Linked DNA regions of Sus scrofa: all the other regions are linked to region 3. A link is a contact called in public promoter capture Hi-C data. All regions are on one chromosome and are shown on one strand. Each heading gives the region's core, a stretch centred on a gene start, on an enhancer-like site or on the middle of the called end of the contact. The rest is flanking DNA. Distances are from core to core; before and after follow the strand shown.

Evidence for each region. Promoter capture Hi-C pulls out the DNA fragments that hold promoters and counts their contacts.
Region 1: a promoter capture Hi-C map of liver shows a contact between it and region 3, with 7 times the contacts expected there. The contact joins the promoter of PKN1 here to the promoter of CALR in region 3. A contact is called at or near these places in 1 of 5 promoter capture datasets (liver) and 2 of 47 Hi-C or Micro-C datasets (heart right ventricle and liver).
Region 2: a contact with region 3 is called in a promoter capture Hi-C map of fetal liver, with 4 times the contacts expected there. The contact joins the promoter of DNAJB1 here to the promoter of CALR in region 3. A contact is called at or near these places in 2 of 5 promoter capture datasets (fetal liver and liver) and 2 of 47 Hi-C or Micro-C datasets (heart right ventricle and liver).

The regions. Positions count from the first base shown.
Region 1 is chr2:64,822,611-64,827,142 of Sscrofa11.1, forward strand. PKN1 (serine/threonine-protein kinase N1) reads right to left here and starts at 2,342. Exons shown (of 22, transcript XM_005661233.3): 1 at 2,115-2,342. The coding sequence starts at 2,135.
Region 2 is chr2:64,759,541-64,763,899 of Sscrofa11.1, forward strand. It overlaps DNAJB1 (DnaJ heat shock protein family (Hsp40) member B1), which reads left to right and starts at 2,132. Exons shown (of 3, transcript NM_001244430.1): 1 at 2,132-2,466; 2 at 3,676-4,253. The coding sequence starts at 2,256.
Region 3 is chr2:66,098,860-66,103,690 of Sscrofa11.1, forward strand. CALR (calreticulin) reads right to left here and starts at 3,215. Exons shown (of 9, transcript NM_001174133.1): 1 at 3,062-3,215; 2 at 2,594-2,695; 3 at 2,206-2,409; 4 at 1,684-1,778; 5 at 1,385-1,594; 6 at 1,188-1,301; 7 at 961-1,104; 8 at 289-381; 9 at 1-205. The coding sequence starts at 3,152. The coding sequence ends at 5.

The sequences.
Region 1 (4,532 bases), core at 1,092-3,591, 1.3 Mb before region 3:
TCAATAGTATGGAGGCTTAGACAACCCTGGATTAAAGGACAAAAACTCACACCCTGAGCTGCTGAACATGACCAGGAAGGATGTCACAGTAGTCCCACTGGTAGACGTGCTGGCCTGGTCTATGTCTTTCCCCACGGTAAAAACACTCTTGGCCCCATTTTTCTGCTGGCAGAACCACGGCTCAGAGAGGAAGAGGCTCTGGGCCGAGGACATATCGTGAAAAAGTGACAGTTCTGCAGTTTAAACCCAGCTCACCTCATACGGTCCTCTACCAACCAGACCCCGCCTGCCACCCAGCCCCACCCTGTCCCCAGCAGGCAGAGCAGAGGTACAGCCAGGAGCAGGGCCAGCTCAGCTGGGGGAAGTCCAGGCCTAGAGGAGGAGCAGGCTCCCTCAACCCCACCTCCTTTGGCAGCTGAGGCCTGAGAATATGCAGAGCAGGGAGGGAGGGAAGCCCAGCCTCCTGGGTTCTCCTCCCTTAGGTGACTCACTCCTACCCAGGGCAGGGGTCACCTGAGGGCCAGCAAAATGAACCTATGAACCAGAAGTCTGGCCTGGCCTTGAAGAATCCCTGCTCCCCCAACTTCCAACATAAAGCAGGAGATCTCAGGTCCAGAGGGCCCACCTCCCAGAATTCCTCTCTTCCCAGAGTGGCCAGGGACCTAGACCCCATGTCCGGAGATTTCAATGCTTTGGGCGTTTCCGGAATCTGGACAGGACATCCGTTCGCCGGACACAGAACAGACAGGCACACACTGGGACAGACAGAGGGACAGATTGGCAGACCCAAGCAGCCACAAGAAAGGGATGATCAGGACGGGGGTGGGGGTGGGGGAGAGCAGGCAGGACATGGGAAAGGGGACCAGGGCACAGGTCCGGCCTCGTTCCAGGAATTATAGCTTCTGTCTGGGTCATGTCTGCTACACGCCAAGCGCATGCATGCGCCAGGGGATTCCTAAACAGCTCTCCCAGAGCTGAGGGGTAGAGGCAGGGACCCCGGCCCTCCCCAGCCCCAAGATCTGACCTTGTGTGATCTGCAACACCAGATACGCCCAGCTCCTCGGCAAGGCTGGCAGGCCATCAGCAGGACTGGGGTGGGGGCACAGGGGGTCATGGGGGGAGAGACACGGAGGGATATGGGGGCAGGTGCAGAAGGAGACGAGAACCCAGTTACACAGCAACCACAGGACGATGGAGGGATGTTGAGGCACTAATAGGAGCACCAGAGGTAGAAGACGTCTCAGATTTGGGTCACTGAACCAAAGAAGGTCAGAAGTCACCCTGGCCCTGATTGTTAAAGATGGAGAAGGTGAGTCCAGGGCTGTGATGTCCACAAGGTGGCACAAGGAGAAGCTGGCTGGGGCAGCAGGTTGGTGCTGGTCACCTGTGCCTCTGTGTCTGTATATTTGTGTGTTTGCAGGGGTGATCCAACCCTGCCACCCATGCTCAGGTCAGATTCCAGGTATAAGAAAATCCCCAGTCTGGACCTGGACATTCCCCACCTGGGATAAGGTTCCACCTGGCAGCCAGAAGGCTGGCTGGGTGAGTTCCCCATTCTGCGATCTAATGAGGCGACCCAGGCACTTCCGCCAACAGGTGCCAATCTGGGTGGCGTCGGGACCATCATAAAGCTCTGTCTGGAAGCTGGGGCCACTGGAGCTTTGTTGTGTAGGGGAGGGGAATGGGCCGGGCAGCCTCCTCCTCTCCAGGGGCACAATGCCAGACACCTGCCCAGGTGGAGCGGCACCTGTCTGGAACCGAACGCTGAGGAGGGAGAACAAGTGGCAGGGGGCACCAGGCACCAGGATGCACAGCCGGCCACAGACACCCGAAATGGAGCCTCTGCCGCGCCCCCTCTAATTCTCGGGGAAGGGAGGAGCTTGAGGATGCTGTGGGACCTCCCCGCTGCCCCCTCTGTGAGGACCTCCACCTGCGGAGGAGACTGTGGGAGCCCCACCGTGCCGGCCCAGGGAGAAAGCGCCCAGCGCTCGGGGGCGAGGTGAGGGGGAGGGAGGCCGCCCTTACTGCCCCATCCCGGGGGCCCCGGGAGCGTGCGGTCGGGGGTCCCTAGTGCCCGCTGGCCGCCAGGCGGCTGCGGTCGCAGGTGCGCCTACCTGCACAGCGTCGCTGGCCATGTCCACGCGCCACCCGCCAGGGGTCCCCGCGCGGAGGGAGGGGCGGTGAGAGGAGCGCGCGTGCGCCCCGCGCGGGGCGGGGAGGGGGCGGGCGCGGCGCGACCCCCCGGCGCACAGCCGGCTCAGGCCTGCTTTGCTCGGGCCCCGCCTGGCCAGGCCGCCGCGTCCGCGCGCCGCGCCCTCCGGCCCCAGCGGCCGCCGGGCCGGGTCACGTGACCGCGGAGGTCGGCGCCCGGGGAGGGGGCGGGGCCGAGGGGGTGCGGCTCCCGGCGGCCCCTGGGGCTGCGGGGTCCTGCCTGCCGGACACCTCCCCTCATCTGCCGAAAGTACTTTGTCTGCTTCCCCCGCTTTTTCCCCTTTCTGGATCCTCTCGCTGCCCACCGATCCCCCATTTGAGCGCGGGGGAAACCTAAGAAAAGAGTGAGCCACGTTAAAGCGGGGAGCGGTGGAGGCCTTTGGGCCTCTCTGGGCCTCTCAAAAAACAAAAACAATTTATCCCCCTCTGTGTTGCAAGTTCAGGCCTCTTGGACTGGACATTCAAGGGCATTGGAGCTTCCCCATAGGGCTGAAGACAAGATTTGGGCAGACCTAGCTCCGAATCCCAGTGCCCAGTGCCTTGGGGGAGTCCGAAAACCCTGAGAGCAACGTTTGTGAAACGGGAAGGATTTAGCTACCCATTCCTTAGATGTCGATAGCATTAAGACAGTACATGCCAAGTGCTGGGAGCACAGTAGGTGGTTAAGAAAGGTTAGCTGCTGTGATTTTAATATTTTGCCTTTGTTATGAAAAGAGAATTGAACCCTAACTCCGTCACTGACTTGTGGGCCCTCCGGCCGCTGAGCCTCACTTCTCCCTGTTGTAAAATGGGGACCAGCCTCTCTGGGGCTTCTGCATGCAGGTGGCTCTCCACAAAGCACATTCGAGCCCCAGCGGAGGCAGAGGGTGGAGACCGTTGAGGAGCTTCGCTAGGGTCTCCTGGAGTACCTGGAGCGTGCAGCTTGGCTTCTGGCCGACCCTGCACTCCCTTTCAGACCCGGTTGACGGAGCCAAGTCACGATCCCTGGGGCGCGGGGCGGGGAGCGCTCCCTGGCGGCGCCTCAGCATGGGTGTCCTCCTGGGACACGCAGGAGCACGGAGGGCTGCTGGTACCTTGGTTACTCGAAGCTGTGCTTGGTTCGCATTGTCCCAGAGATCCGGGCGCGATGTTTTCTCTTTCCCTTCTTACCTTGGGCGACTCTTTGAGACTGGGTGGTGGTAATGGTTAACAGAGGAGGAGGAGAAATTATACCAACTAGAATCCAACCACTTCTCACACTTACACCGTCTCTAAAGGTTCGGTCCTCATTGTTGTTCACCTGGACCAGTGCAGTCGCCTCCTCTCACACAGAGCCTCCCTCCGTCCCCATAAAGCCCTAGGACGCCTATGAATGCCTGAGTCAGGCCATGTCCCTCTTCTGCCTAGATCCCTCTTTGGCTCCCACCTTCCTCAGAGTAAAAGCGAAGTCCTACCTGCAGCCCACAAGGCCCTGCGCAATCTGCCCCCTTCAGCTCCCCCCTCTCTTCTCCCACCTCTACCTCTTGCTCACTCCCTCCAGCCACACCTGCTTCCTAGCAATTCCTCGAATTTTTAATCCACTAAATTAAAGAAACTTTCGAGCTAGTTCTTTTGCTCTTGATTTAAATATGAGGAAACTGAGGCTCAGAGAGAAGCCTCTCACTCCATTTATGAAGTCAGGATGTTTATGGTGCTTGCTTGTTTTCTTCTGATTCTCCAGCCCACCCGTTTTACAGATGGAGATGATGGGGCAAGCAAGGCTGAAAGTCAGCCCAGGAACTGGGCCACCTTATCCAGGGATGGGCCCTCTGCCGTCTGCCAGGTTCCAGGCTGCCTCCCTGGATGGAGTGGGGAACCCTGCCAAATTTTCACGCCAACCTTCCAGCATTCATTTACTCAGTGAATATTTATCGATGCCCGCTGGGGACTTTGGTGGCACTGGGAACAGAGTCACACTCTGGGCTTGGAACAGGGAGACCAAGGACTTATTGTATAATTTCAGTCAAATATGATAACTGCAACAACACCTCCCTACAGCTCCTCTGGCCTCTCTCCAGTTCTCTCTAGGGTCTTGGAAACCCTAAATCGCAGCCACTTCTCCCTGTTGGAAAACCTGTTCCTGGATCTCTGGAGCTTTTAGGAAAAACACCCACCCTTCACCTGGTCTACAAGGTGGTCCTGTCAGGCCTCTGCCCACCTGTCTCCACTCCTCTCACCCCCGTCTAGCAAAACTGTCCTTCTCTCTGTCCCTCAAATATTCTCACCTAACTTCCAGTCACAGAACCTTGCCACTTGCTCTTACCTGGTCTGTAATGCCTTCCCCTCACATCTCCCCAAGGCCG
Region 2 (4,359 bases), core at 882-3,381, 1.3 Mb before region 3:
GAGCCAGTGTCACACTGCCTGGATCTCCCAAGCAGTTCTTCCAGGAACCTCTCCCCTTCACAGGCCACCACCACCTATCCCTTCTTCCCTATTCCCTTCTCAGGCTGTACTCCTTTCAGAGCCTCCTTTCCCTATCAGCCTTGTCCTTGACCACAGACTTTCCCCAGACTCTGAAAGCCAAAAGGGATCATGTTGCCTGCCGATGAGGAAGCAGAGGCTCTGAGAGGTGTATGCCACACCCATGTCTCCCCGAAATCATAAAGGTAGTGGGGAGAGAAAAAGAAGCAGGTGCATTAAAAATAGCCAGGAATAGGAGTTCCCATTGTGGCTCAGCAGTAACAAATCCGACTAGCATCCATGAGAATTCTGGTTCAACCCCTGGCCTCACTTAGTGGGTTAAGGACCAGGCATTGCCATGAGGTGTGGCACGTAGGTGACAGATATGGCACGGATCTGGTGTTGCTGCGGCTGTGTCAAGGCCTGCGGCTGCAGCTCCAATTCAAGCCCTAGCCTGGGAACTTCTATATGCCGCAGCTGTGGCCCTTAAAAAAAAAAAAAGCCAGAACTAGAAAGTTCCCATGTGGCACAGAAGTTAAGGATCCCAAGTTGCTGTAGCGCAGCACTGGTGGCAACGGGAGTGCAGTGTTTTTATGCTTTTTTTTTTTTTTTATCTTTTTAGGGCCACACCCTCGGCATATGGAGGTTCCCAGGCTAGGGGTCCAGTTGGAGCTACAGCTGCTGGCATGCACCACAGCTACAGCAACATCAGATCCAAGCCACCTCTGCAACCTACACCAAAGCTCACTGCAATGCCAAATCCTTAACTCATTAAGCAAGGCCAGGGATGGAATCCGCAACCTCATGGTTCCTAGTTACACGATGGGAACTCGTGGAGTGCAGGTTCAGTCCTTGGCCAGGGAACTTCTATATGCCGCCTGTGGCCAAACAAATAAAAAAACATAGCCGGGAATATTTAGGAAGAGTCAGACTGTTCTGACACTGAGACTCAGCACTGACAGAGGTCAGGCCCTGCTCTGATAGTGATCAAAGGCTGGGGGGGGGGTGACATTTAGCATGAAAACCAAGGAACAAGATAATTCCAAATTTCAGTGGGAGGTATTCTTGAGAAAATGGTAATAAAGCAAAAGGCTTGAGGGGTTAGACTGAGGAGACCTCTCCAGGGAGGTAAGCTTTGGTCCAGGGTCCTTGGCTCGCTTTACAGGGTCGGTATGGGTGAGGAGAGGGACAGTTCTGGGGCTCCCAACACTGAGGGTGAGTGGGGTTTTTTTTTTTGTTTTTGGTTTTTTTTTTTGCTTTTTGGGGCCCCACCCGCGGCACATGGCTCCACCCGATCAAATCCACAACCTCATGTCTCCCAGTCGGATGCGATTCCGCTGCGCCACGACCGGTAGGGGGGTATTTTTATTCCCGGATGGAAGCAGGTATCTGGGACAAGGAGCGATTAGGCAACTAGCCTTGAATCACCTGGCGTAAACTGATTCTCCCGCCCAGCGAGATGGGGGAAGGAAGCACCTCCTAGGGGAAGGGCGGGGCCTTTCGCAGCCCGGGGCCTTTCGCAGCCCCGCCCTACTCGAAGCACCGCATTTTTTTTTTTTTTTTTTTTTTTTTTTGTCTCCTCTAGGGCCGCACTGAGACATATGGAGATTTCCAGGCTAGGGGGTCCAATCGGAGCTGTAGCCGCCAGCCTGCGCCAGAGCCACAGCAACGCGGGATCCGAACCACGTCTGCGACCTACACCACAGCTCACGGAATCCCTGGATCCTTAACCCACTGAGCGAGGACAGGGATCCTAGTCAGATTCGTTAACCACTGAGCCAAGACTGGAACATCGAAGCACCCGCACTTTAACCTGTTGACCCAGGCAGGGGCGGAGTACGCGGCAGGCCCGGTCCCCGGAAGCACTGAAGCAAGGTCGCTATTGGTTCCCTCAGAGAGTGGGCGGGGCCTCAGACGCCCAGTGCCCGCGCTGCGGCGAAGCGTTGCCTAGGGCGGAGCGGGAAGGGGTGTGGCCACGCGCGGGCAGCCGTTGGCGGCGCGTCCCCGCCCCGGATGTCGCGCGTCGCAACCTGGGCAGCGACGATTGGTCGGAGCCGCGTGGGGGGCGGGGCGGAAGGTTCTGGAGGGGGCTGGCGGGCTCTGGAAGCTTCCGCCGGACGGGTATATAGAGTCCGGGACGGGGCGGTGGCGGAGCCGGGGTACGGCGACAGCTGGGCGGCAGGCCGCAGGCGGGGGCAATGGGCAAAGACTATTATCAGACGCTGGGCCTGGCCCGCGGTGCCTCGGACGAGGAGATCAAGAGAGCCTACCGCCGTCAAGCGCTGCGTTACCACCCGGACAAGAACAAGGAGCCCGGCGCCGAGGAGAAGTTCAAGGAGATCGCCGAGGCCTACGACGTGCTCAGCGACCCGCGCAAGCGCGAGATCTTCGACCGCTACGGGGAGGAAGGTGTGTGCGCGCGCGCAACTGGGGGTGCGCCACCGCTGTTTGACAGGCGGAGAGATCGAGGCACTGCGGTACCCCGGCGGCGTCCCCGGGGTAGCGCTAAGGGACCGGGGGACGAGCAGCCCCCGCCTTTTGGCCAAACAGGCCTCCGCCCTCGATTGGCGGCCTCCCGATGGGAGGAGGAGTCCTGGCCGCGCTGCTCGCCCAGAAGCTTCTAGTATGTCTGGGGCCGCCCGTCTCCGCCCACGTCCGCGATCCGTCGGTGGGGGAGAGGGTGCAGAAGGAGAGGGGGTAGAGTGCGCAGCCTTGATGATGGCGCTGCGGCCCCTCGGGCGCTGGGCTCACCTGGGCGAGGTGAGAGCCTCTGCCAGCCCAGGGTGCAGGGCGAGGCCTCTGGCTGAGCGCCGGGCGCAGGCTGCTTGCAGTGAGCTTGCAAATGAGAGTGCCAATTAGCGCCCAGCGACCTCCCGGGCGTCTTTGAGGGTGGAGTGAGGTAATCCCTGTAAAATGCTTACCTAGCCCCGTGCCAGACACGTAGTCGGTGGTCAAGGTGCAAGGAGCAGTAGGGCCCGCCTCTGCCCGGCCTCACCAGGATAGCTCTCTTGGGGAGGCGGGGGAGCGGGAGGAGAAGCTTTCTTGTTGTCCAGCTGCCTGTTGATGACTCAGATTGGTTTCTCGGTTTGGTCTTAAGAAAGAAATGACTTTTTATATATAAGAATGGTGGCACTTAGTGTCAGAGCGTGAGAATTTGAAATCTCCGATTGCTGTTTCACCTTCATTTCTACTCTCCCTACAGTCTCTAGCTCTAAAGTATTTCAGAGTAAACATTTGGTGAAAACTGACCCTGGATCACACCTTTTTCATTGGCTGTCTTGAGTTCTTTGTACTCCTTGTAACATTGTAGGAAAGATGGGTCACTCAAATGTGAAGACCTAGGTGGTGGCCCCAAGAGATGGCCATCTTAGAGCTCGAGCCCGTCTCCACTGTCAGGCCACAGTGAACTAACTACCTGTGGGTGATGGTGGTTCTGTTTTTGAGACTGCAAGTGGGAAGAAAAAGCTTGGAGTTCCTCCTTGCTCTTTCCTGACAGCCAAAAAAAGAAAAAAAAATTCTTCCTTGATGGCTCTCAACTCTTTTTTTCCCCTCAAGGAAAGCTCCTAGAGAGAAAAGGTCCTGGCCAGCCATCTGATTTCTTTTGCTTTTGCATTTCAGGCCTGAAGGGTGGTGGCCCAAGTGGTGGGAGCAGCGGTGCTAACGGGACCTCTTTCAGCTACACATTCCATGGAGACCCTCATGCCATGTTTGCTGAGTTCTTCGGTGGCCGAAATCCCTTTGACACCTTCTTTGGGCAGCGCAACGGGGAGGAAGGCATGGACATTGATGACCCGTTTTCTGGCTTCCCCATGGGCATGGGTGGCTTCACCACTGCAAACTTTGGCCGCTCCCGCCCTGCACAAGAACCCACCCGAAAGAAGCAAGATCCCCCCGTCACCCATGACCTTAGGGTTTCACTTGAAGAGATCTATAGCGGCTGTACCAAGAAAATGAAAATCTCTCATAAGCGGCTGAACCCCGATGGAAAGAGCATTCGCAACGAAGACAAAATCTTGACCATCGAAGTGAAGCGGGGGTGGAAAGAAGGGACCAAAATCACCTTCCCCAAGGAAGGAGACCAGACCTCCAACAACATTCCAGCCGACATTGTCTTTGTTTTAAAGGACAAGCCACACAATATTTTTAAGAGAGATGGCTCTGATGTCATTTACCCAGCCAGGATTACCCTTCGGGAGGTAAGGCACTAGGCAGGGCAGTGTCTGTGGAGGGAGAAGGCTGCCTTTGGAAGCAGTTCTGTATTTTGCTTAACAGATATTTCTGAGCACTTGGTGTATGCCAGGC
Region 3 (4,831 bases), core at 1,965-4,464:
GCCCCTACAGCTCATCCTTGGCCTGGCCAGCGGCAGCATCTTCCTCCTCCTCTTCCTCCTTCTCATCCTCCTCCTCCTCATCCTCATCCTTGTCCTCCTCGTCTTCCTTGTCTACCTCCTCCTCTTCCTTGCGCTTCTTCTCCTCCTCCTCCTCCTTTAGCCTCTGCTCTTCATCCTGCTTGTCTTTCATTTGCTTTTCTGCTGCCTGTGTACAAAGCATATAGCTCAGAGCTTGACTCCAGCCCTGCCCCCTACCCCCAAAAGCCCAGGACTGGACCCTGGTCCCACCTTTGTAACACCCCATGTCTCGTTGCCAAACTCCTCAGCGTAGGCCTCATCGTTGGTAATGAGGAAGTTGTCAAAGATGGTACCAGACTTGACCTGTAGGACCAGGTGATAGATAGGTGGTCAGAAGTGACACCTGTTTGGCCTTGGCTTTGCAAAGGTCTCCTGTCCATGTACCCATAACCATTACACAATGTTGCAATTAAAAAAAAACAAGCTGCCTGGGTTCAAACCCCAGTTCTGTAATTTCCTGGTGATATGACCTTGGGCTGGTGATTTCACCTCTCTGCACCTCAGTTTCTTCTCTGTAAAATGGACTCACTCCCTTCTCCAAACATTTTCTTAGTACCTAATATGTGCCAGGAACCATTCTGGGTGCAGAAAGTACATCAGTGAACAGAACAGACCAAACTGCAGTCCTTATGAACTTAATTTTCAAATGGGGTTCTCTCACCACCTTCTAGGTTGTTGGGGTAAGTTAAATGAGTTGGTTCCCCTAGAAATATTTAAAAATACCAGGCATATAAGTACATTAAAGCAGGTGCTGGAAAAAAAGACAGACCAAAAATTTCCCCTCCAAAAGCACTACTTTGCAGCCAGGCCTCCCTTTACTCATGGGTTGACCCTCAGCACTTGGTGTCCCCTAGGGATCCTCCTCTTCCCTCCCAGTCTCACCTGCCAGAGATCCAGGCCCAGCACAGCAAAGTTTTCATAGGCATAGATGTTGCTATCAGGGGAGTACTCAGGGTTGTCTATTTCTGGGTGGATCCAAGTGCCCTTGTAATCGGGGTTGTCAATCTGCCTGGGCTTCCACTCACCCTGCAGAAGAAGGGAACTGGTGGGTGGGCAGAGATCAGTGCATTCCCCATGGTGCACTGCCCTGCTCAGAGTCCCAGGCTCACCTTGTACTCTGGGTTCTGTATCACTGGCGGTTCCCACTCTCCATCCATCTCTTCATCCCAGTCTTCGGGCTTCTTAGCATCAGGGTCAGGAATGTGTTCAGGCTTGTCCCAGTCCTGAAGGCACACAGGGAGATCAGAAGCGTCGCACTTGTCCTCCACACTCTTCACCTTGAGGGAAGCCCCACCCAAGCACCAACCTCAGGTTTGGAGTCTGTAGGGTCATCAATTTTGGCTCGCTCGTCCCAGTCTTCAGGCTTCACAGCATCAGGATCCTTTATCTTCTTAGGCGGCAAGAAGTCCCAATCGTCCTCCAAGGAGCCTGACTCCACCTGACTGTTGTCAATCTTCACCTCATAAGTATTATCGGGCCGCACAATCAGTGTGTACAGGTGTGTGAATTCATCATCCTGAAGAGAGTAGGAGATGAGCGGCCCCACCCACCAGGCTGGCCTCTGAGCCTCCCCTGACAGCCATTTGTTACCACCCCCAGATGCACCTTGCAACGGATATCCTTATTGATGAGCACGTTCTTGCCCTTGTAGTTGAAGATGACATGAACTTTCTTGGTGCCAGGGCCACAGATGTCCGGGCCTTGGTGAGAAGTAGGTCCGGTTAGAGTTAGAGGCTCCCCACCACTGAGCCCCGCCCCCACCCCTTTTCAAAAAGAAAACTTGGTTCTTAAACGCAGGTCTGCAAAGCTCAAAACAGAATTCAGACTTTATCTCTAAGGGACTAAGAATAAAGAGTCAAAGGAGAGAAATTAAGTGCTCAGAGAACTTGTAGAATTGGAAAATAGCTACATAAACATCACACAGACTATCAGCCTTAAACCAAAAACAAAGCAGAAAGTTGTTAACTGTAACTATTCCCTCAGCTTCCCTTCCAAAGAAAAACTTAAGCATGTAAGGGTTTTCTGTGCTCTCAAGACTACTTTTCATGGGCTATATATAAGGAACACACGGGGTTTCAGGCTCCGTCTAACTAACCAGAGGTCAGGATCAGGGTGGGGCCCCCTCACCAAACATGATGTTGTATTCGGAGTCTCCATGCATGTCTGTCTGGTCCAAACCATCTGGAAACAGCTTCACGTATCCACCCCCACAGTCGATGTTCTGTTCGTGTTTCACCGTGAACTGCACTACCAGCGTCTGACCCTTGTTGCTGAAGGGCTCAAATCTGGCCGACAGAGCGTAAAACCGGGCATCCTGGCTTGTCTGTAGCCCTAGCAAGGGACGATAGTGAGGTCACGGCTCAGCCCAATCCCCGGAGTACCCTTATGTGGGAAATAGAGACGACTGCCCCTTCCTCCCCCTGCTCTGTTCCTAGGGGTACCCAAGCTGTGTGATGATTAGGAGCTTCCTCCAGGAAGTCCTCCTGGATCTGAGAACCCATCCCTAGGTTCTTACCTTTATCTTTCTCCTGGTCACCGTAGAATTTGCCGGAACTGAGAACGAATCTGCCAAAATCCGGTTTGTGTTTGGATTCAATCCAGCGATCAGTCCACCCGTCTAGGGGACCAGAGGAGCAGGTCAGCGCGGCCTTGCTCATCACCCCCCAAAAAACATCTACCAAGACCCACAAGCTGCTAGGGTCAAATAAAGAGCTATTCTTCTCTCTGACTTCCCCTACCCCGGCCTCTAGTTTGACATCTCTAATGGCTTAAGAGAGCCTCGGGCGAGCCCTAACTCCGGCCGCAGAAGGCCGCTGCGCCCTCCACGCTCCTCAGGGACGGAGAAGGAAGGATCGCCTTGCGGCTTTAGTCCCTGAAGACTACCGTGTTGGCCCTCTGAGCAGTAATTACAGAAGACACGCAGATATGGGCTAGGTGGCCAGCCGCCTCGTTAGAGAGGCCTCGAGGCGGGACTAAAGCTTACCTCCGTCCAGAAATTGCTCCTTGAAGTAAATAGTGGGTTCAGCGGCGGCCAGGCCGACAAGGCCGAGCAGTAGTGGGACTGGGAGCAGCATGGCGGGCCGAGGGGGCGGCGGCGCGCGGGCCCCTTAAGTCACTCCTCCAGCAGCCGCTCTGCAGTACGGACGGACGCTACCGCCGGCCGCGAGCCTTTATACCGGGCCCGCTCTCAAACCAACCTGGTCCTGCCTCTTTGACCCTCCTCCCCCGCCGTATCATTGGTCTGTGGCTATAATCCTGCCTTTCCATTGGATCTTTGTCGGCTCAGCATGTTCGGCTGTGCCTCGGCACGCTGGGTTCCCAGATGGCCGATTTCTATTGGCCGCACCACTGGCCAATGAAGGTCGACCACGCGTTGTGGGGGACGCCCACCGGTGGAGTGGGGGCCTCCAGCCCCTCAGGCTAGGTCATGTGACCAGACCTCGGCCCAACCCCGCCCTAGCCCGCGAGCCTGTCTTCACAGCTGGGCGTTTAAAGAACGCGCGCGAGTGCAGGTGCCACTGCGCTGAGCTATGACCCTGTTCCAGCCTCGCCTCTGCTCATCCCCTCTATGGGGCTGGGTGGGCAAGGTTTTCCTAGCCTTTTTCTGTTGCGAATTTGGGGAGCCTCTCTAATTCAACCCTCTCTTTTTCTCTTCCTCTTTCTTTCTCTCCAGTCACCCCGCCCTGCCCAGGATGAGGCAGAGGTCACCGGGCCCTGGGGCTTCATTTCACCCTAGCGCCAGAGCCATGCAGCCTTGCGGGGATAGTGCGGGCTCTCTCCTCCATGTGGCTCCTAGTGTCCTGGCCGCTTTGTCAAGACTGCTGCTGTGTGAAATGGGTCAAGTCACCTAGCCTCTCTGAAGTCACAGGAGCTCCTGAAAGGCCAAGAGGAGCGACGCTGGCCAGCTGCTGCCTGGCAGAAGTGCTTTCAAAGATCTTAGGGACGTCCTGGGACAAAAGGAAGGAAGCCCAGATGGCTTGAAGATGTGACTACAGGCTGTGGCTCCGTAGGGTTGTTCCCTTTATTGGAGCCTCTCCAATATATACCCTCCACCCTTTCCTCAGCCGGTAGACTGAAAGGGGTCACTGTCTTGTGGTCTCCCACAAACGGCTCGCTTTTGCAATTAAACGGCTAAAGAGGAGGGGGCAGGGGGTTCAGTTGGGGAGGGAGTAAAAGGGACAGATGGTGGGGAAGATAAGGTCCAAGAGAGGTGGGCAGGACCCCTAAATCTGGAGCCTTCTTCTGAAGCCAGAGGCGCATGACAGTGACTGACACCAGCTCCCTGCCCCTAGGCTACAGGAAGGAGGAAGGAGAGCTGGGGGTTTCCCAAACTATGAGCAAATAGGCTCTGGACCTGGGAAGTGGGAGGGAACTTTGGAAGGAGGGTAGGTAGGGGTGCTTCCCCTCTAGTGGTGGGAACTCAGAAAAGGGAGGAATGAGGGATCTTGGAGAAGTTGTGGTTCTGCCCCTTCCCCAAGGCAGTATCCAGTAGGGGTGCCCAACCTGCACCCCTCCTGCCCCATCCCCCCCAGGACCCCAAAGGAACTTCCAGTGACTTGCTTTCCCTCCCTTTCACATGTGTCATGGACATGTGGTCTTGGTGCTTCCTGCCAGAAGGTAGACACTGTACCTGTTAACCTCACAATCCCCCTGCAGGTGTTCTGCAGCACCTGTCACAGAACAAACTTAAAACCTACTTTATGTGTGACAGAAGGAAGGAAAGAAGGGTTCTTGCTAGAATTAAACAAAAATG